Regions from separate parts of the Oryctolagus cuniculus genome. Here region 1 is linked to region 2. A link is a contact called in public Micro-C data. All regions are on one chromosome and are shown on one strand. Each heading gives the region's core, a stretch centred on a gene start, on an enhancer-like site or on the middle of the called end of the contact. The rest is flanking DNA. Distances are from core to core; before and after follow the strand shown.

Region 1 (3,168 bases), core at 355-2,854, 110 kb before region 2:
TGTGTATTTCAAAATAGCTGGGAGAGGACTCTGATACATGTTTGGAGCAATGGACACGCTAATTACCCTGATTCCATCAGTTCACACTGTGTCTACGTTAAACACATTATCATCCTGTACCCCATACCTATGGATTAGAAATAAAAAATAACTTCTAGGAGTGTTTGACCTAGTAGCTGAGACACGGGCTATCTGAGTGCCTGGGTTCGAGTCCCAGCTCTACACGCGGCTGGTTGCTAATGCACACCGTGGGAGGCAGCGCTAACGCCTCCAGTACGTGGGTCCTTGCCATCCCTGCGGGAAACCTGGGTTGAGTTCCTGGCTCTTGGCTTCAGCTCTGCCCGTACTGTAAAAGGCTTTCCCGTGCCCTGCGGGCGGCAGGGTGTCGCGGAAGGTCCCCCGCTGTCCGGAAGCTGCTCCGGCCCTCACTGAGAGGGGTGGGCGTGGAGGGTCTTCCCGCAAAAAAGCGCCTTCTTCAATGCTCAGTTCGCCAGGCAGAAGCCAGGGCGGGCTCAGGAGGCCCCCCGGCCTGTGTCACACGCGAGGGGGGCGACCAGCAGGCCGAGGGCGCAGCTCTGGGACGGGGCCCTGGGCATGATGTGCACGACCCGCGGCTAAGGCACTTCCGGAAGTTAACCGCCGGGGTCAGGGCTCTTATTTGTTTCCGGACAGCGGCTGGCGGTCAAGCGCACCTTGGAGAGACCGCGGCCCGGGGCCAGCCCGCCGCCGTTCTCCCCCAGGCCCCGACGGGTCCGCGTCGGCCCAGAGCCCGGCCGCCGGGCGACGACCAGCGACCCCTCACCCCTGGCTCCTTTGATCGCCCGGGATTTGCAAACCCAGCCGACTGGGCGAGCCTGGCCGCGGACAGCGAGCACGGCCCACGAGCACACGGCCCGGCTCCCCGCCCCTGCCCTCGGGGCGCCCACAGCGGGAAGCCGTGGGCGGCCGCCAAGTCCACGCAGGCGCACTAGCAAGGCGCGGAGTTCCCGTTAGGGTCAAGGCCTCCTGGGGGCGTGGATTTCCTGGAACCGGAGTAACCGGGCTGACGGGTAACCGCGCCGCCCGCCGCTTTGCAACGCGCGCGCGCGAGCGCCGGGCCGGGAGAGGGGGGCGGGGGGGAGAAGCCGCGGCCTCGCAGAAGAGGGCGGGGCCTGCGCGAAGGGGCGGGGCGGTCGCTGGGGAGAGACGCGGCCTGCGCGCGCGGCGGTGCTTTGGCGGGAGGGGCGGGGCCTGCGCGGAGGGGCGGGGCGGTCGCTGGGGAGAGACACGGCCTGCGCGCGCGGCGGTGCTTTGGCGGGAGGTGCGGGGCCTGCGCGGAGGGGCGGGGCGGTCGCTGGGGAGAGACGCGGCCTGCGCGCGCGGCGGTGCTTTGGCGGGAGGGGCGGGGCCTGCGCGGAGGGGCGGGGCGGTCGCTGGGGAGAGACGCGGCCTGCGCGCGTGGCGGTGCTTTGGCGGGAGGGGCGGGGCCTGCGCGGAGGGGCGGGGCGGTCGCTGGGGAGAGACACGGCCTGCGCGCGCGGCGGTGCTTTGGCGGGAGGGGCGGGGCCTGCGCGGAGGGGCGGGGCGGTCGCTGGGGAGAGACGCGGCCTGCGCGTGTGGCGGTGCTTTGGCGGGAGGGGCGGGGCCTGCGCGGAGGGGCGGGGCGCGCTCCCTGCCGGGCCGATGCGCTCGGAGGAGCGGTCCCCGGGTCGCTGAAGCGGGAGCGCGCGCCCGGGTTTCCTACGGGACCTCTCCGCCCGTCCCGTCCGCGGCGCTGCTGGAAGTGACTGAGGATGTGACTGGGGCGGCGGCGGCTGGCGGACGATGCTCGCCCTCCTGGGCGCGACGACCCTGGTGCTGGCCGCCGGGGCCTGGTGGGTGTCGCCCGCAGCCGCTGGTGAGAAGCGAGGGGGTTTCGGTGTGGTCCGGGGGCTCCGCGGTGACGGCAGAGGGAGCTGTGCGGGCCCGCGCCGTGGCCCTGCGTGAATCTGTGGGCTGGGTCCGTGCGCGGCCCTGCGTGAATCCCTGTGGGCGCGGTCCGTGCGCGGCCCTGCGTGAGTCTGTGGGCTGGGTCCGTGCGCGGCCCTGCGTGAGTCTGTGGGCTCGGTCCGTGCGCGGCCCTGCGTGAATCCCTGTGGGCTGGGTCCGTGCGCGGCCCTGCGTGAGTCTGTGGGCTCGGTCCGTGCGCGGCCCTGCGTGAATCCCTGTGGGCTGGGTCCGTGCGCGGCCCTGCGTGAGTCTGTGGGCTCGGTCCGTGCGCGGCCCTGCGTGAATCCCTGTGGGCTGGGTCCGTGCGCGGCCCTGCGTGAATCCCTGTGGGCTGGGTCCGTGCGCGGCCCTGCGTGAATCCCTGTGGGCTGGGTCCGTGTGCGGCCCTGCGTGAATCCCTGTGGGCTGGGTCCGTGCGCGGCCCTGCGTGAATCCCTGTGGGCTCGGTCCGTGCGCGGCCCTGCGTGAGTCTGTGGGCTGGGTCCGTGCGCGGCCCTGCGTGAATCCCTGTGGGCTGGGTCCGTGCGCGGCCCTGCGTGAATCCCTGTGGGCTGGGTCCGTGCGCGGCCCTGCGTGAATCCCTGTGTGCTCGGTCCGTGCGCGGCCCTGCGTGAGTCTGTGGGCTGGGTCCGTGCGCGGCCCTGCGTGAATCCCTGTGGGCTGGGTCCGTGCGCGGCCCTGCGTGAATCCCTGTGGGCTGGGTCCAGGCCGCGGCCCTGCGTGAGTCTGAGGGCTCGCGCGGTCACAGCTTTGAGGTCTTCCGTGCACGGAACATTTGCTGTAACAGCTGCCCAGGGTTTTCATGTGTGTGCCGTGAGAAGCTAATTTGGGACTCGTCTAGAGAACTCGGGCGTAACTTGTAGGCAGTGAGCATTTATTGGGCTCACGCCGGGCGTTAACCCACGCATTGTAAGGGCGTTCGTGCACGGAGCTGCCACGCCGCTGTAGACACTGCCATCCTCCGGGTGTGGACCAGCGCCCTTAGAGACTGATGTGCCAGCAGCCGTACAGCCAGTCTAAATCAAACCCTGAGAATCCGGCCTCCGAGCCTTGGGGCTCACCCAGACTAAACTTTTCCTAAGAATCTGAGTTCTTCATTTTCCACTTGTGTGTTAAGGGCCTCGCTATCTTTTATCTCTTTTAATTTATTATTTTTCCCCAAAAAAGTAATAATCATATCTAAACAAAGCACGAATTCAA
Region 2 (3,417 bases), core at 810-3,309:
CAACGGCCAGAGCTGTGCCAATCCGAAGCCAAGAGCCAGGAGCTTCTTCCAAGTCCCCCATGAGGATAACGGGGCCCAAGCACTTGGGTCATCTTCTGTTGTTTTCCCAGGCCATTAGCAGGGAAGCGATCAGAAGTGGAGCAGCTGGGACTCGAATCAGCACCTATATAGGATGCCAGCATTGCAGGGGGCAGCCTTACCCTGTGTGCCAAAAAATGGCCCTTTAAATCACTTTTTAAAGTCACGCATGGAAATAGTATAAAATACAAATTTCAGTGTCCATAAGAAACCCGTGAGGCTCGTTTGTTTGCACTTGGTCGATGGCTGCTTTTGCATGTACCGTAAGGCAGGAAGTAAGCAGTTCCAGCAGCCGCTGTGTTGCCCACAAAGCCTAACATACTTGCTACCTGGCCCTTTCCAGAAAGTTGGATGATCCCCGACCTGGACAACAAAGTGGTCACTGCACAGGAGGCAGACCCACCCCTCTCGCTCAGGTTCACGCGAGGTTCTGCCCTTGTGTCTTGGAAGTCAGGATGTGACAGCACACTGCGGCGATGCCATCTTGTGTCTGGCCCCTCCATTCACCACCCGCTCTAATTCCCTGAGAAGGACACTGGCCAGTGAGAGATGCTTAAGTGCTGTCACTGGCCAACAAGACCAGGAAGACCCCGGGGAGGCTTCTCCCTGAAGCTCTCAAGGGACTGCCGCGAACAAGCTGCTCCCCGCCTGCTGAACTTGTAAAGCTCCCCCCAGGGCTATGCCACAGGAATGGAGTCGGAGTGGCTTCTTCCTGTTTCCAGTTTGTGGTGAGGGAAGACAGCTGGCTGCACTTGGAGGATGTGGGACAGAGGGTCCTGGGACAGCCATTGCTTGGGAGAGAATTCCGGTCTGGGCAAGTTGCCAGCGCTGTACAAAATGGAGAATGACACAGCCCAGAAATTCATCCTAGTATAGAAGCAGGTGGCTTGGGCTTCTCTGGCTCCTTCATCATCAAAAATAAAGGGAAAGGGGGCAGGTGTGGTGGTGCAGCAGGTTAAGCCACCACTTGTGACACCAGCATCTCTTATGTGAATGCCGGTTCAATTCCTAGCTGCTCTGCTTCTGATCCAGCTCCCTGCTGACGCATCCTGGGAAAGCAGCAGATGATGGCCCAAGTGCTTGGGCCGCCACCCACGTGGGAGACCAGGATGGGGTTTCCCGCTGCTGGCTCTGGCCTGGCCCAGACCTGGATAACAATGTATAATAAATGTAAAAAATCACTTAACTCACTTCATTTTTGCATCCTTGGTGAATAAAAACATTTGCCATATTCTCTGTAATGAGTAATGCACCTGGGAAAGCAGTGGAAGGTGGCCCAAGTGCTTGGGTCCCTGCACCCATGTAGGAGACCTGGAAGAAACTCCTGGCTCCTGGCCTCAGTCTGGCCCAGCCCCGGCCTTTGCAGCCATTTGGGGAGTGAACCAGAGGATGAAAAATCTCTCTCTTCTGTCTCTCCCTCTCTCTGTGCCTTTCAAATAAATAAAATAAATCTTTGGGGAGAAAAAAAAAGTGCCTTTGAGAGGACCTAAATCCTAAAAGAGCTGTTGCATCCAGGCAGGACTGGGAGATCATGGTACACATGCAGGCACAATCTTACCTGGCACAAACCTCAATCAGGCAGTTAAACCAGTTTGCTTCGTTCTGAAATGTTGCTGTGCACCCCAGTACAAGTGTGTACCTTCCAGAGAGCCCCAAATGCTTCTCAAGTGGCCAGCCCCATGCCACTGCTAAGACGTGGAGCAGCAGTAGCCAAGGCCACGAACACACTCCTGCAGCTTGTGCACTGCACAGCCCCAGGGCTGCTGTCTGCCTACACGGAACACAGGTGCTGTGGAACTTGAACCCTGAAGAGGCCTCAGGCAGCCAGGATGCCGTCCCTGCAGCTATGCCCACACGAACAAGGCCTCTCAACAAAGCTCAACCGTGCCCACGGAAACCTCAGCCACTGGCAGAGAAGTGTGTGCGGTTCCTTAGGAAGGAGTGGTGAGCGCTTGTCGGAGGGCCTTGCAGGAAGTGATTAATGATCCTGCTATGTGCCTCCGCCTGCATACAGAGCACATCCCATGTGGGGATGAGCGTGGGAACAGTATGTTCCTCCTTCCTCGGCAATCAAGTCGGGGCCAATGCTGCAGTGCAGCCGGTTAAGGCACCACCTGTGCGGCTGGCATCACAAATGGGTGCTGGGCCAAATCCAGCCTACTCTACTTCCGGTCCAGCTGTCTGCTAATTCACCTGGGAAAACAGCAGAAGTTGGCCGAAATGCTTAGGCCCCTCCCACCCACATGGGAGACCTGGAAGGAGCTCCAGGCTATTGGCTTCGGCTTCTGAACCAGACCTGGCCATTGAAGCCATTTGGGGAGTGATCCAGCAGACACAGATCTCTTTTTCTCTCTGTCCCTCCTTTCTCTGCCACTCTGCCTTTCAAATAAACAAAATAAATCTTGTTTTTAAAAAAGTCAACTCTTAGCTATCACCAAGTGTTCTTCAATTGTCATTGAGGCATTCTTTGATTTCCAATGTGATTCATAAACACATATAAATTTGTATTTTTAAACCTGATGCAATGCATGTACTTACCCATAAGAAAAGTATAAAACCTGAAACCAGGCTGATAACTCGGGCACCTGTCCTGTGGTTCCTGGGTTCAAATCCTTAGTCTGACTCACTGAATAACCTTGATTCTTCAATCAGACTTGGATCTTCCAGTTAACAAGAGCCACTACAGGTGCCCCGGTTCCAATGCCCAGTCACAAAAGCCAAACACTGGAGAACTGTTCTAAATTCAAGAGACACTAGCGGGACATCACAACTAAATGCAACGTGTGTCCCTGGGTTGCACCCTAGAACAAAAAGATTTTTTCTTTAAAGCGAACTAGTGGGGCAATTGGCACCATCTGAAGAAGGTGCATAGTGCTGGATCCTGGTTCTGGGATTTTATTTCAGTCATATTTTGAGGAAAACATACACACAAGTATTCAAGGGTAAAGAGGCAGCGTAAAAATTTAGGAAAAAAGCCAATGTGGGAAAACGGCGCCATCTGGGACCCCTGACTGAAGCTTCTGCCTGAGTTCTCTGTTCTTTTGGTGCCTTATCTCGGACCCCCAAGGTGCTGCAAAGTAAAAAGTTAATCAGCATCTAAATATACAATTTGTATTGTGGAAGTAAATATATACAGTTGACTTACCAAACACTCCTATGTGGAATGGTTTAATCTGATACAATTGCTACAAACTAATAAGCACCAAGAGGCTCAAAACAAAACCAAACTGAGGGGGCAGGCGCTGTGGTGTAGCAGGTAAAGTTGCCGCCTTCAGTGCCGGCATTCCCATACCGCCGCTGGTTCGAGTCCTGGCTGCTCCACTTCCAATCCAGCTCTCT

The links. Hi-C and Micro-C count contacts between places; a contact is called where the count stands out from the background.
Region 1: a contact with region 2 is called in a Micro-C map of ear pinna, with 4 times the contacts expected there. The contact joins the promoter of IFNAR1 here to the enhancer-like site in region 2. A contact is called at or near these places in 2 of 6 Hi-C or Micro-C datasets (ear pinna and an unstated tissue).

Annotation. Positions count from the first base shown.
Region 1 is chr4:11,690,981-11,694,148 of mOryCun1.1, reverse strand. IFNAR1 (interferon alpha and beta receptor subunit 1) reads left to right here and starts at 1,604. Exons shown (of 11, transcript XM_051833617.2): 1 at 1,604-1,876. The coding sequence starts at 1,804.
Region 2 is chr4:11,580,998-11,584,414 of mOryCun1.1, reverse strand. It overlaps a transcript of TMEM50B not described here. Among named protein-coding and RNA genes, the nearest start is that of TMEM50B, 24 kb to the right of the region's middle. Within about 2 kb of position 2,059, at least 3 of the 8 cell types and tissues checked have an H3K27ac peak or open chromatin away from gene starts, as enhancers often do. A contact at or near this core is called in ear pinna, where this site is marked.